2 separate regions of the Sus scrofa genome follow, and region 1 is linked to region 2. A link is a contact called in public HiChIP or PLAC-seq data. All regions are on one chromosome and are shown on one strand. The core of a region is the stretch at or near the end of the contact, and the rest is flanking DNA. Distances in the headings are between cores, read along the strand shown.

Region 1 (3,686 bases), core at 790-3,289, 150 kb after region 2:
GAAGTGTGTCATGGGAGTATGAGGATGGTTGGGGGGGTAGGCGTATCGGTGTTTCGGTGTCACGGTGAAAGGGCAGACACGTAAGTTGGGACCCGGGAAAGCAGTGGACTGTGAGTGTGAAGTGACCGTGGGGCGCTGCCTGCTGTCCTCTCAGCCCTGGTTCTTTTCTGACCTCTGACCTCCAGGGTCCCTGTCACCCCCTTTCTGCAGGAGCCAAGGCTCTTGCTCCCCTGGGTCCCTGCTTTATTGTCACCTCTCCCAGTTCTAAGCAGAGGGAGAGCAGTGGGCCTGATGCAGCTGCTCAGTGTGGACATACTGGGGGGCTGCCAACCCTGCTGGGGTCTCCCTGCCACCATCCGAGTCCTGACACGCTCCTCTCTCAGCAGCCATCAGAAGACCTGGTTCCCTATGACACGGATCTCTACCAACGCCAAACGCATGAATATTACCCGTATCTCAGCAGTGATGGAGAAAGCCACAGCGGTGAGTACAGGGCCCCGCCCCGCCCCCACTTCCCCAGCCTGGCCTGCTGGGTTCTGGGCAGAGAGAAAAGACTCGTTCCTGGGGCTTCTTTGGAATTCTGAGCATAGGGGCCAGTTAGCTTTCAGGGTCAGGCATTCAGTAAGCCCCCGCCCCGCACCTCACACCCACATTCCCAGCCTGCTTTTACGGAGCATCCTTGGTGTGCCAAGGCACAGGCTTCATCTCTTGCACATTTATCTTCTTGACCAATCCTTGTGTCCTTTTGACACACGAGGAAATAGACTAAGGGGCTACGGGACTCGTACAAGGTGGCACAGCTGGTCAGGGGGTCCCAGCTCTGATGGCTCCAGGTCCAGTGTGCCCTCCTTTTTCCCTCCCCCCCAACATCCCGTCTTCCTCTCTGTTCTTGGCACCCCCTAAACCTGAGCTCCTGTTGGTGCAGCCCTGCTTCCTGCTGTGTGTGGCTAGCAGTGCTTCTCCCATGACATTTTGGGCTGGATAAGTCTATATTGTGGGGTCCGTCTTAGGCATTGTGGGGTATTTGGCAGCATCCCTGGCTTTGACCCACTAGATGCCAGCAGTACTGCCCATCAAGACACCAGAATTACCAAATGTCCCCTCTGGGGCAGAACCACCCCTATTTGAGGACTACTGACCTAAAGGAAAGGCCCTGGGCACCTCCCCTCTCACTCAGTAGGGCCGAGGCCCCCAGCTTGCTGGGGATGGGGGCGAGGATGAGGCCTGGGCCTGAGGCTTTTTCTCTCTGGGTCTGGCTGCCCCCACCAAGGCCCAGGCTTGATCCTGAAACAAATTCAGGGGAGGGGAGGAGGGCTTCGGTGCCTGGGAGCTGGGCAGGGAGCTAAGAGAGATCCCCTGACGTGGATCTTGGCATATTGCTGGGACACCCCTGAACCAAAGGCAAGGTGGCCCGGTTAATGGGTCTTCACTGGGGGATTCTCCAGTGGGTCTGATCTAGGTGGGCCAGACATCAGAGTGTCTGCAACCCCAGGGGGACAGGCATGCTGTGTGCCACAGCTGCGGAAGGTTTCATACCTGAAGACCTTATCTGGGGGCCATTCACACCTGTAGCCCCATTGTGCTGGCACACGGTTTAAACCTATAGGCCACACTCAGAGATGCCACATGTGGCGAGTCCTTATTCAGGGCCTCAACATCCAGATGCCAAAGCTTGACAAAACTTGTTTCACTGGAACTCACACCTGACGACAATTATAAAGACGATCCCTGGAAGCCACGTCTCAGGAGTAGGTAGTGAATGCTCTTCAAGGGCCTATCTGGGAATACACAGGCTTCTTTCAGGACTCCGAGGCCAGAAAGGCTTTAAAAACCACTTTTTTTTCATCCTTATAAGCTTACTTACAATTCTACATGAAATGCATTTTCTCTGTGGAAAATCCAGACAGTTTAGAGAGAGAGTCTCTCGAATTCTATCTCCAGTTCCCCCGGCCAGGATCAAGGGCTGGGTGTCCTTGACCGGAGACCAGCAGCTCACCTTTCCCCCAGGCAGTTTGGGACCTAAGACGGTCCCTCCCGGCTTGAGAACCGGCGCCCCCTGGTGGCTGCAGGCAGCAGAACAGCTCGGGTCCCAGCAAGCTCAGGGCTTGCCACCCTTCCAGCATGAGGGCTTTTTTTCCTCCTCTGGCCTGACGCCTTCTCAGCTTCACTGGGTTTGGGTGCATTTCCGTTAGGTCTATTGAAGCCTCAGTTTACCCTCCTGTAATATGGGAATGCTGTTTATATATCTAGAAATCAGCGAGGTCCAGGGCTGGCTGATGGAGTGAACACTTTAGAGAAAGCCTGTGCTTTCCTGGCTCAGGGCCCAGGCAGACCCCTTATATGCGGGTGGGTCTCTAGGAATGACTCCTAATTGGATGCCTGAGCAGCCTTTGGGGTTCTCAGACCCAATTTCTTCTTTATGGGGACTCCTCCAACGTCCCCAGGTGTCCTGGGCATGTTTTGTGCCTTCTTTTTTTTGGGGGGGTGCCCACCTCATTCAAAAATTCCCAGGCCTGGAGTTCCCATTGTGGCGCAGTGGTTAACGAATCCGACTAGGAACCATAAGGTTGCGGGTTCGGTCCCTGGCCTTGCTCAGTGGGCTAAGGATCCGGCGTTGCCGTGAGCTGTGGTGTAGGTTGCAGACGCGGCTTGGATCTCGCGTTGCTGTGGCTCTGGCGTAGGCCGGCAGCTACAGCTCTGATTGGACCCCTAGTCTGGGAACCTCCATATGCCGCAGGAGCGGCCCAAGAAATGGCAAAAAGACCAAAAAAAATAAAAAAATAAAAAATTCCCAGGCCAGAGATTGAACCCAAACCACAGCAGTAACCTATGCTACAGCAGTGACAACCCCAAGTCCTTAACCACAAGGCCACAAGGGAACTCCTGTTTTGTTCTTTCTTAATGCCTGTTGGAAAGTATTTTCTAGAGACTCAAGACTAGAGACATCCCCACCTTCTTCTACCAGTTCGGGCGTGTCCTCTGCATCTATATTTTTAGGTGGTGAGATTTAGCAAAAAGGCCCTGGGGCCAGACCTGGGTCTAGTCCTGGCTCCATCACTCACCAGTGTGTAACTTTGGAGCAGGTGACTTAACCCCTCTGAGCCTGTTTCCTCATCTACGAGCATGAAAATACTTACCTCCCAGGCTTGCAATGATTGCATGAGGTAATGTGTCATGTATGAGGTAATAGACTGAATACAAGGCCCAGTAAACTTCCAGGACATGGTCTGTTAGCTTATTGCATCCTCCCAGGCAGGGGAGATAAAGCAGCTGGGAGAGTGGAGACACACAAAACCTTCCGTGATAGATCAACCGGGTCATGTTTCGATGATCTAGATGCCAGCCAACCAGCACCCCCCCAACTCATCCATCCATCCACTCCTCTCCCATCCTCCCATTCACCCACCCGTCTACCCAGCCACACACCCATCCTTCCAACACTTACTGTCCAACCCACTTGTCCATTCATCCCCTCATTTGTCCATCCAGCAAATAGCCTCTGATTATACACTGTGTATCAGACACTGTTCTAGGCACTGGAGGTTCCATGATGAGCAGGCCAGGCTAGGCCAGGCCACTGCTCTCACAGAGCTTACAGTCCAGTGAGGAGAGAGACGACGAACAATCAAATTGACAGACATGTTCTAGAAAGTCCTATAGAAAGCAGAGTAATGTAGGCGTTTCCG
Region 2 (3,668 bases), core at 625-3,124:
AATACATTTACAAATCTAATTTAAGAAAAGCTTGTGGAGTTGGCCATTGTGGCGCAGCAGAAATAAATCCAACTAGGAACCATAAGTTGCTGGTTCGATCCCTGGCCTTGAGCTCAGTGGGTTGAGGATCTGGCATTGCCATGAGCTGTGGCGCGGGTTGCAGGCATGGCTTGGACCTGGCGTTGCTGTGGCTGTGGTATAGGCTGGCAGCTATAGCTCCGATTGGACCCCTAGCCTGGGAACCTCCATATGCCTTGGGTGTGGCCCTAAAAAGCAAAGTAAATAAATAATTAATTTAAAAAGCTTGTAAACTTTTTTTATTTTATAATGATTTTTATTTTTTCCATTATAGATAGCTTACAGTGTTCTGTCAATTTTCTGCTGTACAACAAGGTGACCTGACCCAGTTACACATACATGTATACATTCTTTTTTCTCACATTATCATGCTCCATCATAAGTGACTAGATATAGTTCCCAGTGCTATACAGCAGGATCTCATTGCTTATCCATTCCAAAGGCAATAGTTTTCATCTGTTAACTCCAAATTACCAATCCATCCCACTCCTTCCCTCTCGGCAACCACAAGTCTGTTCTCCATGTCCATGAGTTTCTTTTCTGTGGAAAGGTTCATTTGTGCCATATATTAGATTCCAGATGTAAGTAATATATGGTATTTGTATATGGTATTTGTCTTTCTCTTTCTGACTTATTTCACTCACGATGAGAGTCTCTAGTTCCATCCATGTTGCTGAAAATGGCATTATTTTGTTCTTTTTATGGCTGAGTAGTATTCCATTGTATATATATACCACATCTTTTTAATCCAATCATCTGTTGATGGACATTTAGGTTGTTTCCATGTCTTGACTATTGTGAATAATGCTGCAGTGAACACAGGGGTTCACGTGTCTTTTTCAAGGAAATTTTGTCCGGATATATGCCCAAGAGTGGGATTGCTGGGTCATATGTTCTATATTTAGTTTTCTGAGGTACCTCCATACTGTTTTCCATATTGGTTGTACCAATGTACATTCCCACCAACAGTGCAGGAGGGCTTTTTCCTCTACACCTTCCCAGCATTTGTTACTTGTTGACTTGTTCATGATGGCCATTCTGACAGGTGTGAGGTGGTACCTCATAGTAGTTTTGATTTATATTTCTCTAGTAGTCATTGATGTTGAGCATTTTTTCATGTGCTTATTGACCATCTGTATATCTTCTTTGGAGAGATGTCTATTCAGGTCTTTTGCCCATTTTCCTCTGGGTTGTTGGCTATTTTGCTGTTGAGTTGTATAAGTTGTTATATATTTTAGAGATCAAGCCCTTGTCATTGCATCATTTGACACTGTTTTCTCCCATTCTGTAAGTTGTCTTTTTGTTTTTTTTTATGGTTTCCTTTGCTGTGCGAAAGCTTATCAGTTTGATAGGGTCCCATTGGTTTATTTTACTTTTATTTCTGTTGCTTTGAGAGACTGACCTGAGAAAACATTTGTAAGCTTGTGTAAACTTTTTTTTTTTTTTTTTGTCTTTTTGCTATTTCTTTGGGCCACTCTCGTGGCATATGGAGGTTCCCAGGCTAGGGGTCTAATCGGAGCTGTAGCCACTGGCCTACGCCAGAGCCACAGCAACGCAGGATCCGAGCCACGTCTGCAACCTACACCACAGCTCACAGCAACACCGGATCGTTAACCCACTGAGCAAGGGCAGGGACCGAACCCGCAACCTCATGGTTCCTAGTCGGATTCGTTAACCACTGTGCCACGACGGGAACTCCTGTGTAAACTTCTTTACTGAACTAATTTGGGTTATAGATTGTGGTGACAGGATTGGGAAACTACTTAAAAATAACCTTTTGGGGACTTCCCATCATGGCGCAGCAGAAACGAATCCAACTACGAACTATGAGGTTGCATGAGGTTGTGGGTTGGATCCCTGGCCCCACTCAGTGGATGAGGATCTGGCATTGCCGTGAACAGTGCTTTAAGTTGCAGATGTGGCTCGGATCCCACGTTGCTCTTGCTATGGTGTAGGATCAGAGCTGCAGCTCCGATTCAACCCCTAGCCCGGGAAACACCATATGCCTAGGGTGCAGCCCTAAAAAGACAAAAAGTAATGATAATAATACTGCTGCAGGCAAGCTTAGGTGAGTTAATATATTAAAAACCAGATGCAGGAGTTCTTTTGTGGTACAGTGGGTTGGAAATATGATGTTATTGCCTGTGGCAGCTAGGGTTGCTGTAGCACAGGTTTGATCCCTGGCCCAGGAGCTTCCTTCCATGTGCTGCTACAGGCACAGCCAAACACGAAAAACAACCAAATACAATATTTTTTTTTTTTTTTTTTTTTTTTTGTCTTTTTGCTATTTCTTGGGCCGCTCCCTCGGCATATGGAGGTTCCCAGGCTAGGGTTCGAATCGGAGCTGTAGCCGCCGGCCTACGCCAGAGCCACAGCAACGCGGGATCCGAGCCACGTCTGCAACCTACACCACAGCTCACGGCAACGCCGGATCGTTAACCCACTGAGCAAGGACAGGGACCGAACCCACAACCTCATGGTTCCTAGTCGGATTCGTTAGCCACTGCGCCACGAAGGGAACTCCCAAATACAATATTTCTATGGAATATGCTGATGCCTGTTCTTACCTTTAGCTGACGGTGTGTCTTGTCTCCTAAATCCGTTTTTTTCTCTTCAGATTTTTTTGTGATTTCTCTTTTACTTTAAAATTATTTTTAAAATTTTTTAATTTTTATTTTTTTGGCCGTGCCTGCAGCATGTGGAAGTTCCCTGACCAGGGATCGGACCTGAGCTGCTGCGGTGACCTTAACCCACTGCACCGCAAGGGGACTCATCTTTTACTTTTTTTTTTTTTTTTTAATGGCTGCGCTTGAGACATGGAAGTTCCTGGGCGATGGAATGAATCCAAGGCACAGCTGTGACCTCACTGCAGCCGCAGCAATGCTGGATCTTTTTAATCATTGTGCTGGGCTGGGGATCGAACCTGCATCCTCATGGATACTAGTTGGATTTGTTTCTGGTGTGCCACAATGGGAACTCCTGCAGTCAGATTCTTAACCCACTACACCACAGCAGAAACTCCCTCTTTTACTTTTCTAATATGGTTATGAATTTGGTTTCAACACATACTTTATCTTAGTGGTGTTTATATTTAGGTTTTTCAATAAATTATTAGTTTGAGGGCAAGGAAAGATTTTTATGAGCACAGGGACACTTTTTGAGTTTTTGTTTCAAATACTTTTTAGCTCTCAAGTTTGTGAGTTAGGCTTAGGATAGCTGAAGTTTTAGACTATTACTGTGAAATCAAGTGCCGTTTTTATTTATTAATGTGAATTTGTCTGATGTAACTTTGCTCTGGGCTAAGACTTAGAGAAGTGTTTTCTTGTGAATTCTGACTGTTGCAGTTCTCTGAACAAACCAGATCCACAGATCAGACTTGTAAATGATCCCTTCTCCTAATGTATCTCTTACAGAGTGGGTCTCGGGGGAGCCAAGTGACCTCACACTTGAGAATGGTAGTTTCATCTCCCTGACTTACATCCCCTTTGGCCGTACACAGCAATTTTGGAGGCAGACTTGAGTTCGTATATTTATTTTTCCAGGAGAAGGAGGGATTTATTACTTGCAACAAGTAAGGAGAAAACCAGGGA

Evidence for each region. HiChIP or PLAC-seq counts read pairs in DNA pulled down with a chosen protein or histone mark.
Region 1: an H3K27ac HiChIP or PLAC-seq map of alveolar macrophages shows a contact between it and region 2. The contact joins two enhancer-like sites. A contact is called at or near these places in 1 of 47 Hi-C or Micro-C datasets (liver) and 1 of 2 datasets of contacts at active chromatin or transcription factors (alveolar macrophages).

Annotation. Positions count from the first base shown.
Region 1 is chr2:15,230,097-15,233,782 of Sscrofa11.1, forward strand. It overlaps SPI1 (Spi-1 proto-oncogene), which reads left to right. Exons shown (of 5, transcript NM_001001865.1): 2 at 387-483. Among named protein-coding and RNA genes, the nearest start is that of SPI1, 4.0 kb to the left of the region's middle. Within about 2 kb of position 2,040, at least 7 of the 83 cell types and tissues checked have an H3K27ac peak or open chromatin away from gene starts, as enhancers often do. A contact at or near this core is called in alveolar macrophages, where this site is marked.
Region 2 is chr2:15,083,252-15,086,919 of Sscrofa11.1, forward strand. All of the region lies in intron 1 of CELF1 (CUGBP Elav-like family member 1), which reads left to right. Among named protein-coding and RNA genes, the nearest start is that of CELF1, 19 kb to the left of the region's middle. Within about 2 kb of position 1,875, at least 2 of the 83 cell types and tissues checked have an H3K27ac peak or open chromatin away from gene starts, as enhancers often do. A contact at or near this core is called in alveolar macrophages, where this site is marked.